2 separate regions of the Salmo salar genome follow, and region 1 is linked to region 2. A link is a contact called in public Hi-C data. All regions are on one chromosome and are shown on one strand. The core of a region is the stretch at or near the end of the contact, and the rest is flanking DNA. Distances in the headings are between cores, read along the strand shown.

What was found. Hi-C and Micro-C count contacts between places; a contact is called where the count stands out from the background.
Region 1: a contact with region 2 is called in a Hi-C map of blood, with 7 times the contacts expected there. The contact joins the enhancer-like site here to the promoter of LOC106597151 in region 2. A contact is called at or near these places in 3 of 3 Hi-C or Micro-C datasets (blood, gill and muscle).

The regions. Positions count from the first base shown.
Region 1 is chrssa01:29,493,690-29,499,298 of Ssal_v3.1, forward strand. It overlaps LOC106597151 (inositol-tetrakisphosphate 1-kinase-like), which reads left to right. Exons shown (of 11, transcript XM_014188432.2): 6 at 4,506-4,604; 7 at 5,138-5,178. Among protein-coding and RNA genes, the nearest start is that of LOC106597351, 18 kb to the right of the region's middle. Within about 2 kb of position 2,297, at least 2 of the 13 cell types and tissues checked have an H3K27ac peak or open chromatin away from gene starts, as enhancers often do.
Region 2 is chrssa01:29,453,884-29,459,552 of Ssal_v3.1, forward strand. LOC106597151 (inositol-tetrakisphosphate 1-kinase-like) reads left to right here and starts at 2,384. Exons shown (of 11, transcript XM_014188432.2): 1 at 2,384-2,684; 2 at 3,216-3,404. The coding sequence starts at 3,310.

The DNA.
Region 1 (5,609 bases), core at 1,047-3,546, 40 kb after region 2:
AGTGTACCTGGAGATCAGTAGACAGCCCTGTGAAATGTTTGCCTAACTACACAGGGGTTGCCTAACTACACAGGGGTTGCCTAACTACACAGGGGTTGCCTAACTACACAGGGGTTGCCTAACTACACAGGGGTTAGTCCTCCTGGTCCCATTAGTCTCCTCTACACCACATGACTCATTGTTCCGCTCATCAGCTTTCCAGAGTGTTGTCGAAGTCTGTTTTGGCAGGGCGGTTGTTTACTTTAGGTGGTGGAATCCACTCTTTTCCGTTTAGAAGTCAGCCTTGCTGCCTCTATTTCACTTGGTGTTTGTAAAGATGGCAACAGTCGCCAGGCTGTACAACGTGAAGGATCTGATTCAGGGTGCTCTTCGTCTTGGTATTTCTTTTCCACTTCAAAAGAAAGGGACTGGGACTAGGACACCCTTAAATGAACAGATGTTTTTGTGGGATCAAACTGAACCAGACTCTTGAGGTATTTGTTTAACTGGATTATGGTAGTGCTTTGTTATATGGGGAGTATTTGGTGTCCACATAAATCCTATGTTTTTGTGGTTCAAACGCGACCAACAATAACAAGTGTCCTGCTGATGCAAGAAATCAGTATTTATACAAAGGCTCATCAGATGAAAGAAAAAGAGCTGTGGAGGGACTGCTGAGGACCGCACAGACACATCCAGGCCCATCCCATCCCCAGCACAGAATAGTCAGCATGGGCTGAATAAAAACCACTAAGATGATTGCCTTGCTTACATAAAGACTGCCTTCAAAGCAGTTCACTGTTCCTTTATGGACCTGTTCTGTTGGATTGATCTGATGAAGTTAATCAAGACGTCAGCGTAGGTGCTCTACGACGCCGAGTTGAAGATGTTGTTCTCTCACAAAGATGAATGGATAATTATATTTCTACTGTAAACTCCTTACAGCGGGATTTGGAGAATGATGGGTTTACTTGCAGGGCACACAGAGTTTGAAAACATCCCTGGTTTGGCTCTGAGCAAGGGAATAGAAGAGGAGCTGGTAATGCTAGGAATGTAGCCTTAAATAGCAACATTTAGATTTCAATCTACTGTTAACACTGGACTTGTACCAGTATAGGCCTACTTGGTAATCCTTTGATAATGCTGATAATAACTTTTGCAAAGAAAATGTGAAGGTCAGTTTCACTGGTGGCTGCTTGCCTTTATAGAAAGAGTTCACCAGTGTCCGGTATGAACATTTCAATCAGCCAGGCCTCCTTAAGACTGTCCTGTTTTTTCCCTTAAGGATCAAACCCTATTGATAACATCCTTTTAAGATGAGAATCTCTCATTTTAATTGGGTGTTTTGTCATGGTAGTATTGGGTCTGGTATAGTACTGTCCTACTCCAGATCCCCAAACTCTGAGAGGTTCCACAGCGTCAGGCCAGTCAGTGGTGTATGCTGTCTGCTTCGAGTCGGACTGACGTCCCGTAAACGTCTGCTGAGTGCACACAGTGTTTAGACAGAGGAGGAGATTGATCCCCTGCACTCAGAGCCAAACGGCCAGGGCCAAGCACGACACCAACGCATAACACACAGACCGTGTGCTTCACTCACCATCACCACCATCCTCATATCCCCTCTAGTCTCTCTTTATCTGGGCCTGATGCTTCCAACTGGGCCTTTTTTAGACTTTGTTTTTGCTCAAGTCACGATCCACAGGTATGGGAACATGTGATGGCAGTCTATTTGGATTTAAAGTGAGTTTTTGTTCTCACAATTAAAATACATGTTGGGTCTTTGGATTGTTTTTAAGTGACGTTAGTGCGACATTACTATCCCCTCCCTCCCACAACAACAGCAGTGTGATGGGTAAACCCTCCAGGCCTCTGTCTCACTCATCACGCCACACTCCTAGGCTGCTGACACGTCTCCATTGATAGCCACTGACAGAACAGGAGCACCACAGACGAATACAAGTTAAGGAGCACAGAGTACAATCACATTTATCTTGTATGAACAATCAAGTGGTGATTGTTTGTGCCTAGGTTATTTTTTAATGTTTAGCTACCTTAAAATCAGTCTGAGGGAATTCTATACTTACGCATTTCTTTTAACTTGTGTTCATTAAGTTGATTGTTCTATTGTTATTAAATGTTCTGTTGGTGATTTATTGCTTCCTTTTTGTTGATTATTCTAACAAAAGACAGCCTGTTTTACGGTTTGTTACTATAAGAACCTACCCTATCCGTATTAGGGGATTGTGATTGGCTACATTACATATAGTGCAAATCGCATGCTGAACAACGGGGCCAGCAAAATGGGAAGCGGACCAATGGCTTTGACACCTTGGTGATCCCCCTACTTCCTCCAATCACTCCTCCCCTCCTGAGTCAGCTGCTCATGACTGCCTGGGCGTTCACTCCCTGACTGGTCTGAAGCGCAAGTCATCTTGTGTAGTGTATGTAAAGATGGTGGATAAATGAAGTTGTTTACAGTTGAAAGAAATATAGTTCATTGACTGTGTATGAACCAGAAAAGTGTGAGATTTGTCTCTACCTTTTCTGTCTTTGTTATATGCTCTCCACATCCACAATGTGATCATTGAGCTGTGGGTCTGTGTAGCCTATCTGCGACCACAGCTCAGCAGCATTCAGGGGTGTAGCCACTAGCCAGTGTAATACAGTCCTGTGGGTTTCTCCTGACCTCAGCACAACTCACCGGAAGCACCGACATCACATTGCCCACACAACACAAACACTGTAGTGTTTCTATTGTGTTTTTGTCATCAGCAGCAATATGCCAGCGCTTGGTTTGGCCCGGACACTGATTTTCTGTGTCAAACGAGCTGCCTTATCTCTGATAGCCAGGAAATTACAGCAGCGCCCAGAACTTTAATATAGCAGAGCTCTGGGCTGAGACCATTTAGTCGCATTTTGCGACCCTTTGACTTGGCTGTGCAAGTTAAAACTATGATTTGGTTGAACAGTACACCTAAAATAAGGTGCTTTAATTTCTGCCATGAAAGAGCCTACCCTGCCCCTGCAGTGCCCGTTTTGCCGTGGCCGGCTTCTGTGGCTCACTCCCACTCCCTCTCCCTCCAGCTGTGGACTCTATTAAGAGGGTGAGAGAAATGTGTTATTTCAAAATAAGTTGCTGGTAAAACACTAACACAGTTTTGAAAAGGGGTATGCTGTTTCTAGCTGAAGAGAGGAGGGTTTCATATTATGAACACCTTTTTTTAAATAACGGATATGTCTCTGGTATGTCTGAGATGTGGCTCACGCGAGCCGCACATTGGCCATTTTTAAAATCAGAAAATTCTGGAGGCCTATTTTGACAGAAAAATATAGCAACAATAGCCTAATTGTCAACCCAAATTCATGGCAATCACTGGTTTATGTTGCACATAAAAATACTTCAATCATACATTCCTGCTTGGACATGTTTGACCATTTTTTAAAATTTATTTAATCATACTATAATCACTCCGTAGTATTTTTTTCAATAAAGCACCATGGATGACTTTTTAAAAATGACTCATTTGTTCTATAGCGTTACGCCAGGAGAACATTCTTGGTGCGTCCAAATAATGGACTGGTGCCACCAGGGGAAACGTTAGTCTGGAGCCCTGTATCGGCTTACACGAGGGCAGATTTACTGTGTTCTACCTGCAGGATGTTTGTCCGTCATTTCCTGGGATGGCAGAACCTCTTACTTCAAGTCTTATGAGAGGAGATGGAGAAACAGCCACCGCTGCAGGCCACTATGTAAACAATGAGAATGAAGCTCTGATTCGATTCTCCAAAGTGCTACACAGTCTGTGTGACTAGCACTCCCATCCTGAGTATGTGTACTGTACATGTACTGTATGTACACTTGTCTGGTTTTGGAAGAGCTGTGGACTTGTCCCGTGTATAATGTTGTCTGTCAATCTGTTGTTTTCTGTCTGGTCCTGATCTATGTGTTGTCTGGTGCTGTGGCGTCTCTCTGGGCAGAGCAGGCCAGACAGGGTTGGCAGCTTCCTTGTTTATTTATTTGAACAGGAGCCTGTTCTCCTCTCTACCTCCTCTGCTCCTCCCTCAGGTGGCAGCTGTGTGTTTTAGGGTTCTCTAATCCAGCTGTATAATGGAAGGTAGTGATGACAGGGTACTGACACGCACACAGGTGGTGTGTTTGTGTGTGAGTCTAAAATTGGACGGCCTTCTGCCTCTGTCATCAGATGACAAGTAGCTCTCTTGTCGGTGTTTTGGCTGTATGAATAGGGTATGTTTGGCGTCACAGGTACATTTTTTTTTTTAAACTAGCCATCTCTGAGAGAACACGTCACTCGGTGTGTTTTGAGTTTCTGTGTGCGTGAGAGTCTGTTCTTGGATAGTCAGGCTGAAACAAAGAAGGACTTCTGAATGACATGCTTAGGGATTTTTATCCTTCAACAGATTCACTGATATTAAGATGTGGTTTTCCTTCCTAGTTCCTACTCTCTTACTCATCTCCTTTCCTTCCTCTGTCTCCCCTCCCTCTCTCCATCTCCCTTCCTCACTAGATGAGAGAATCTGCTCTCCCCCGTTCATGGTTCTGAACACAGAGTGTGGTCCAGATACACTGGAGAAGATTGAAAAGCATGGACTCACGTTCCCATTTAGTAAGTCCCTCCCTTTCCTGTTTGATAGAGGAATTGTCACTTGACCCAGATGATTACACAGGGTCCTTCCTCCTCCTCACTTTGTAGGGGTTGACATTAGGAAACAATTTGTAGTGATGGGGAAACTGCCAAACACTCAAAATAAAAAATAAAAAAATGGTTTTAGTATCCACATATTAGCTACACAGCAATTAGTTTGTTATTTATTTTCAGTGTTGAACTATAAATGATATTACTTTTCAGTGTTGAACTATAAATGTCTTGGTTTAACTTCTGGAAGTACATTTTTAGCTTAATTATTTTCAAACCCTCCGCTATTTTTAAGCCACCTTGTATGTCCAATTTACCTAGCTTTCTTGTCTGCAGACAGCCATTTATGGAGAAGGGGTTTTGAAAGTTGTGGTCAGTGTAAAAATAACCCGCTGTCATCTTGTGACGGTCATGTTGTTTCTCAACACGGATGCCATTGGGGAAGTGTGGTTTCCTCACAAACATTTTCAACCTGTTCTTCTTCCTCTCCCTCCATCTCTCAGTTTGCAAAACACGAGTAGCCCACGGAACCAACTCCCACGAGGTAAGAGCCACCAGGGTCATGGTGGGGAAGGGGGATACCTAGTCAGTTGCACAACTGAATGTATTGAACTGAAATGTGTCTTCCTCATTTAACCCAACTCCTCTGAATCAGAGAGGTGCGGGGGGCTGACTTAATCCACATCATCATCATCATCGCCTGGGGAACAGCTGTTGGTTAACTGTGTTGCTCAAGGGCAGAACGGCAGATCTTTTTTTACACCTTGCCGGCTCAGGGATTTGAACCAGACCTTTCGGTTACTAGCCCAACGCTATTAACCGCTAGGCAACCTGCGCTTAGGGTCACAGATTAATCACACCCTCGATCGTTAGCTAAATCCCTGTAATCCATTAGCGTCTCTAACTAGATAATCATTTAACACATCAAACACTCTACAGTTCTCTGTCAGCCCAATCGATAGCCACTTCTCCGTC
Region 2 (5,669 bases), core at 1,134-3,633:
CACCCCTTGTTGCTTGCAATCTTTGAACATTCACTAGAACGCCTCCTCTCAAATTGTCCCTTACCTCTTTAGTGCTGTCACTCACAGGCCCTCCTGTTATCACCCCTTTAATCCACTGCTTCCCTGCTTGATCATTCCAGCTGCTCAACACCACCATACACTTCCCTATTTGCTTCACTCAGAGCTTTTTCCCTCTGCGCCATGTCCTTCCAGAACACCAACAAGTTCCCATCTCTTAACACTTTAGCAATGACAACTTCCTCAATCAAATATTTTATCACAGCCGTCAACCTTATCGGACTCTTCGCCCCAACTCCCATTTCCTCCCTAAACTTCAGCATCCTTTTCTGCTCTTCCTCATCTCCATGCTCCCCTCGTGTCTTATCTTATCCTTCCTCGGCACTTTCTACCTCTGAACTGTCGCTAGCGTTGGAAACTATGTTCGTCTCCTCAAACTTCCTTTTCTGCCTCCTTAGACTTCTCGCTCCCCTTCAAACCCCTACTCCCTTTCTCTCCCACTTTCTTTCTCACCCCCTCCTTTATTTGTACCACTATGCTCGATACTTGCGTCACTTTCTTCTCCATCACTATCTCCTACCATCTCTGACCCAGTCACAGCACAGCCGTGCCACACCGAGTAAAGTTTGATTGTTTGTTTATGAACGATTGATCGCTAGTCACAGCTTTCCAAACAGTCAACCAGCTCGACCTGCGTTCTCTGTCGTTCAACAACCGACACTGATATGAAATGCCCACTTACGTCCCTGGTATAATGGCGGTCCGAAAACAAATGTTTAAGGCGCATGCCGCCACCTACTGTGCTGAAGTCTGCGAGCATTCATGGTTTGCCTAATTCTGTACTACTAAGAAAAAATAAATAAACAAATAAATCCCTACTAATTTCGAACAAACCCTCCCCCTCCCCTAAAACCATGGGTGACTCGGCCTGGCTCGCAGTTGACATTCCAATTCATCCCGAAGATGTTTGATGGGGTTGATGTCAGGGCACTGTGCAGGCCAGTCAAGTTCTTTCACACCAATCTCGACAAACCATTTCTGTATGAACCTCGCTTTGTGCACGGGGGCATTGTCATGCTGAAACAGGAAAGGGCCTTCTCCAAGGGGCCAGGAAAGGGCCTTCCCCAAACTTCCCCAAAGTTGGAAGCACAGAATCGTCTAGATTGTCATTGTATGCTGTAGCGTTAAGATTTCCCTTCACTGGATCTAAGGGGCCTAGCCCGAACCATGAAAAGCAGCCCCAGACCATTATTCCTCCTCCACCAAACCTTACAGTTGGCACTATGCATTCGGGCAGGTAGCATTCTCCTGGCATCCGCCAAACCCAGATTCGTCAGTCGGATTGCCAGATGGTGAAGCACGATTCACCACTCCAGCCGACGCTTGGCATTGCGCATGGTGATCTTAGGCTTGTGTGCGGCTGCTCGGCTATTGAAACCCATTTCATGAAGCTCCCGATGAACAGTTATTGTGCTGATGTTGCTTCCAGGGGAAGTTTGGAACTCAGTAGTGAGTGTTGCAACCGAGGACAGATGAATTTTACTCGCTACGCACTTCAGCGCTCAGTGGTCCCGTTCTGTTAGCTTGTGTGGCCTTCCACTTCGCAGCTGAGCAGTTGTTGACCCTAAATGTTTCCACTTCACAATAACAGCACTTATAGTTGACCGAGGTATCTCTAGCAGGGCAGAAATTTGAAGAACTGACTTGTTGGAAAGGTGGCATCCTATGATGGTGGCACGTTGAAAGTCACTGAGCTCTTCAGTAAGGCCATTTTACTGCCAATGTTTGTCAATGGAGTGCCCCTGTGACAACAATTTTGGACCCCCTTGTGGCCCCCCTAAATGTGGAGTATGAAATAATTTTTACCTAAAAATGTATTTTGCCTGCTAATGCCTGCAATGCAGTGAAGAAAACGATATGACAACAATAACGTCTAATGTAACTAGCCCCTCTAACAGTACAACTGCCCCCCCCCCAGTTGAAATGGTCCAGAACCGCCACTGCTGGGCAGAAAAATCAGGACTGAGTTTGGTAAACTCTGCTTGAGGACTTCTGAGACAAAACCAACTTCAACATTCAAAATGTTTTACCAGCAGATGGCGCAATGGTAGTGCCAAATTCCTAGAAACATTCACCAGTTTGAATGATAATGTGTCTGTCCTGTATCATTAGGTTTAAAGGCAGGTGTTAGGGGGAGTTGAGGCATGCAGTCCAAATATGTTGGGTTTCATTTCAAAAGTGTAGTTGTTTTTTCAGATGAAGTAAAAACTTTTTTTTTAAATGGAATTCACACATCTTACCAAAAAAATAAGACCACTTTCCCTTTAAGGGTTAAGTATTTATTGCTGCCACCTAGGGGAGCTGTTGTTTAAACTGACGTCAAAGACATTACAGTATGGCTTAGAAGCTGTGCTGACGTGCTCTTTTATTTTCTAATGAGGGTGAAAAACGCTGCACTGTTTGACAGCAAGGTAGCTAGCGGTATGCATAGTTGTTTACGGGGTACGCGCTAGGGCTACCTAAATGAGCACGACTCGAGAGTGTGTGCACTCTGTCAGTTAGGCTCCAATTTCGACCAGTCTGGATTGAAGACCTCCGCGCAGTCATCAGAACTTCAGCTTCAACATCCAGCGGAACGGAGAATGGACAGCTATCAGGCTAGCTAGGTGGCTATCCTTACTAGGATAACGACATTTAGGGAGGAAATGTGCTAGCTAGCTGGTAGCTATACATTTTATTGAACTTCTGATATTTATTAGCTGTGCATTTGTGCTTCTCCTCGAGCTTTGTCATTATGCTCGCGAATGTATCCAGAAACCACCTTGTATAGCTAGCGATGTATATTATTAGTAATAATTTGGTTTATGTTGTGGCGCATCTGTAGAAATTAGTCTCTTCGGCAAATGCAGCTAGCCAATCGGGGGGGGGGGCAGACGATTTATCTACGGGACACATATTTGTTTTAATCTGGTTAACATTAATGTAGGTAGCTAACAGTTATTTGACATTAAGTAAAGTTGGCTGTATAGATAACGTACGCTAGCACTGTCATAAACTGAACATTGTTGTTATGGCTGACTAACGTTAGTTTGCTAGCTAACTAAAGTAGTTGGAAGATTTGAGGAGAATCAACCTATCTGGTTTCCTCACATAATACGAAATGCTAGCTAGCTAAGTAATTCATCCCTTCCCTCTAGGTTCGTGTGAGACGACAGTTTCCTGTTTTCCAGGTTGAATCGACAGTAACTGTTAACATCTGGATTAAGAACATACGTTAGGTGAGGTGGAGAGATGCAGACTTTTTTGAAAGGCAGGAGAGTGGGCTACTGGCTCAGCGAGAAGAAGATGAAGAAGCTGAATTTTCAGGCCTTCGCTGATTTGTGCAGGTATGTGGTGAGAACAATGCAGCTACTGGTGGTTACATTTTCAGTCCACTGTACAGTAGTTAGTCGTGAAGGGATATAGACAGCACTCTTGAAGAAATGTATTGTAGCAGTGTAGCTACAGTATGTAGCTATTTGTTACACATATCCACTCTCGAAAATATGGCTAGGTAATGATCTCTTTAACTGTACCCAATGTCCACTCCATTTAATGACCTCAAGAACCAAGAATTTCATCCATCTTTTCTTAACTGATATATTTTGGAATACACATTTTGAACATTAATTGAAGAGGATATGACAAATTCTGTGGTCTGTAGAGAACACTTTGCTTGCTTACATTGTGTAGGTTAAGCCCCAGAATCTGTGGTAGATTTCACACACATTCAAATAATGGAACCAACGTGAGCTCAATTTGCATCTGTCATGTAACTGTTTCTAGGCCAAGCTCATTTCTCAATGTCTTTTGAATAGACAGCCTTTTAATATATGAAACAGAATTACAGCAATTGACATAAGTTTCCCTATTGCCTTGTGCAAGCAGTTGAGCCTGTTCTGAGTTTTTTTCATTGGCCAAGTGATTTGTTGCTACTGGCAATAACCTAAATGCAAATAACTCAATCTGTTTTTTCTTGTTCCTCCCCAGTGTAAAGTTCAAAATGATACATTTACATTTTTGGGGCAAGTGCTTATAAAGGATTCAGACCCTTTGACTTTTTACATATTTTGTTATGTTACAGCCTTACTCTAAAATGGATTAACTTTTTTATCCTCAGCAATCTACACACAATACCCCATAATGACAAAGCGAAAACAGGTTTTTAGAAAAACAGAAATGCCTTATTTACACAGGTATTCAGACCCTTTGCTATGAGATGCAAAATTGAGATCAGGTGCATCCTGTTTCCATTGATCATCCTTGAGATGTTTCTACAACTTGATTGGAGTCCACCTGTGGTAAACTCAATTGATTGAACATGAAAGGGAAACGCCTGTCTATATAAGGTCCCACAGTTGACAGTGCATGTCAGAGCAAAAACCAAGCCATAAGGTCGAAGTAATTATCCGTAGAGCTCAGACATTTTTTATTTCACCTTTATTTAACCAGGTAGGCCAGTTGAGAACAAGTTCTCATTTACAACTGCGACCTGGCCAAGATAAAGCAAAGCAGTGTGACAAAAAACAACAGTTACACATGGAAAAACAAAAGTACAGTCAATAACAATAGAAAAATCTATATAGTGTATGCAAATGGGGGTAATGCAATAAATAGGCCATAGTAGCGAAGTAATTACAATTAAGCAAATTAACGAGTGATAGATGTGCAGATGATGTGCAAGTAGATATACTGGTGTGCAAAAAAAGTAAATAAAAACAATATGGGGATGAAGTAGGTAGTTGGATGGGCTATTTACAGATGGGCTGTTTACAGCTGCAGCGATCGGTGAGCTGCTCAGATAGCTAATGCTTAAAGTTAGTGAGGGAGAGAAGTCTCCAACTACATCGATCTTTGCAAATCGTTCCAGTCATTGGCAGCAGAGAACTGGAAGGAAAGGCGGCCAAAGGCGGTGTTGACTTTGGGGATGACCAGTGAGATATACCTGCTGGAGCGCGTGCTACGGCTGGGTGTTATGGTGACCAGTGAGCTGAGATAAGGCGGCGCTATACCTAGCAAAGACTTATAGATGACCTGGAGCCAGTGGGTCTGGCGACGAATATGTAGCGAGGGCCAGCCGATGAGAGCATACAGGTCGCAGTGGTGGGTGTATGGGGCTTTGGTGACAAAAACGGATGGCACTATGATAGACTGCATCCAGTTTGCTGAGTAGAGTGTTGGAGGCTATTTTGTAAATGACATCACTGAAGTCGAGGATCGGTAGGATAGTCAGTTTTACGAGGGTGTGTTTGGCAGCGTGAGTGAAGGAGGCTTTGTTGTGAAATAGGAAGCCGATTCTAGATTTAATTTTGGATTGGAGATGCTTAATGTGAGTCTGGAAGGAGAGTTTACAGTCTAACCAGACACCATGGTATTTGTAGTTGTCCACATATTCTAAGTCAGAACCGTACAGAATAGTGATATTGGGCGGGTGGGTGTGGGCAGCGATCGGTTGAAGAGCATGCGTTTAGTTTTACTTGCATTTAAGAGCAGTCGGTGGCCACGGAAGGAGTGTTGTATGGCACTGAAGCTCGTCTGGAGGTTTGTTAACACAGTGTCCAAAGAAGGGCCAGATGTATACCGAATGGTGTCTGCGTAGAGGTGGATCAAGG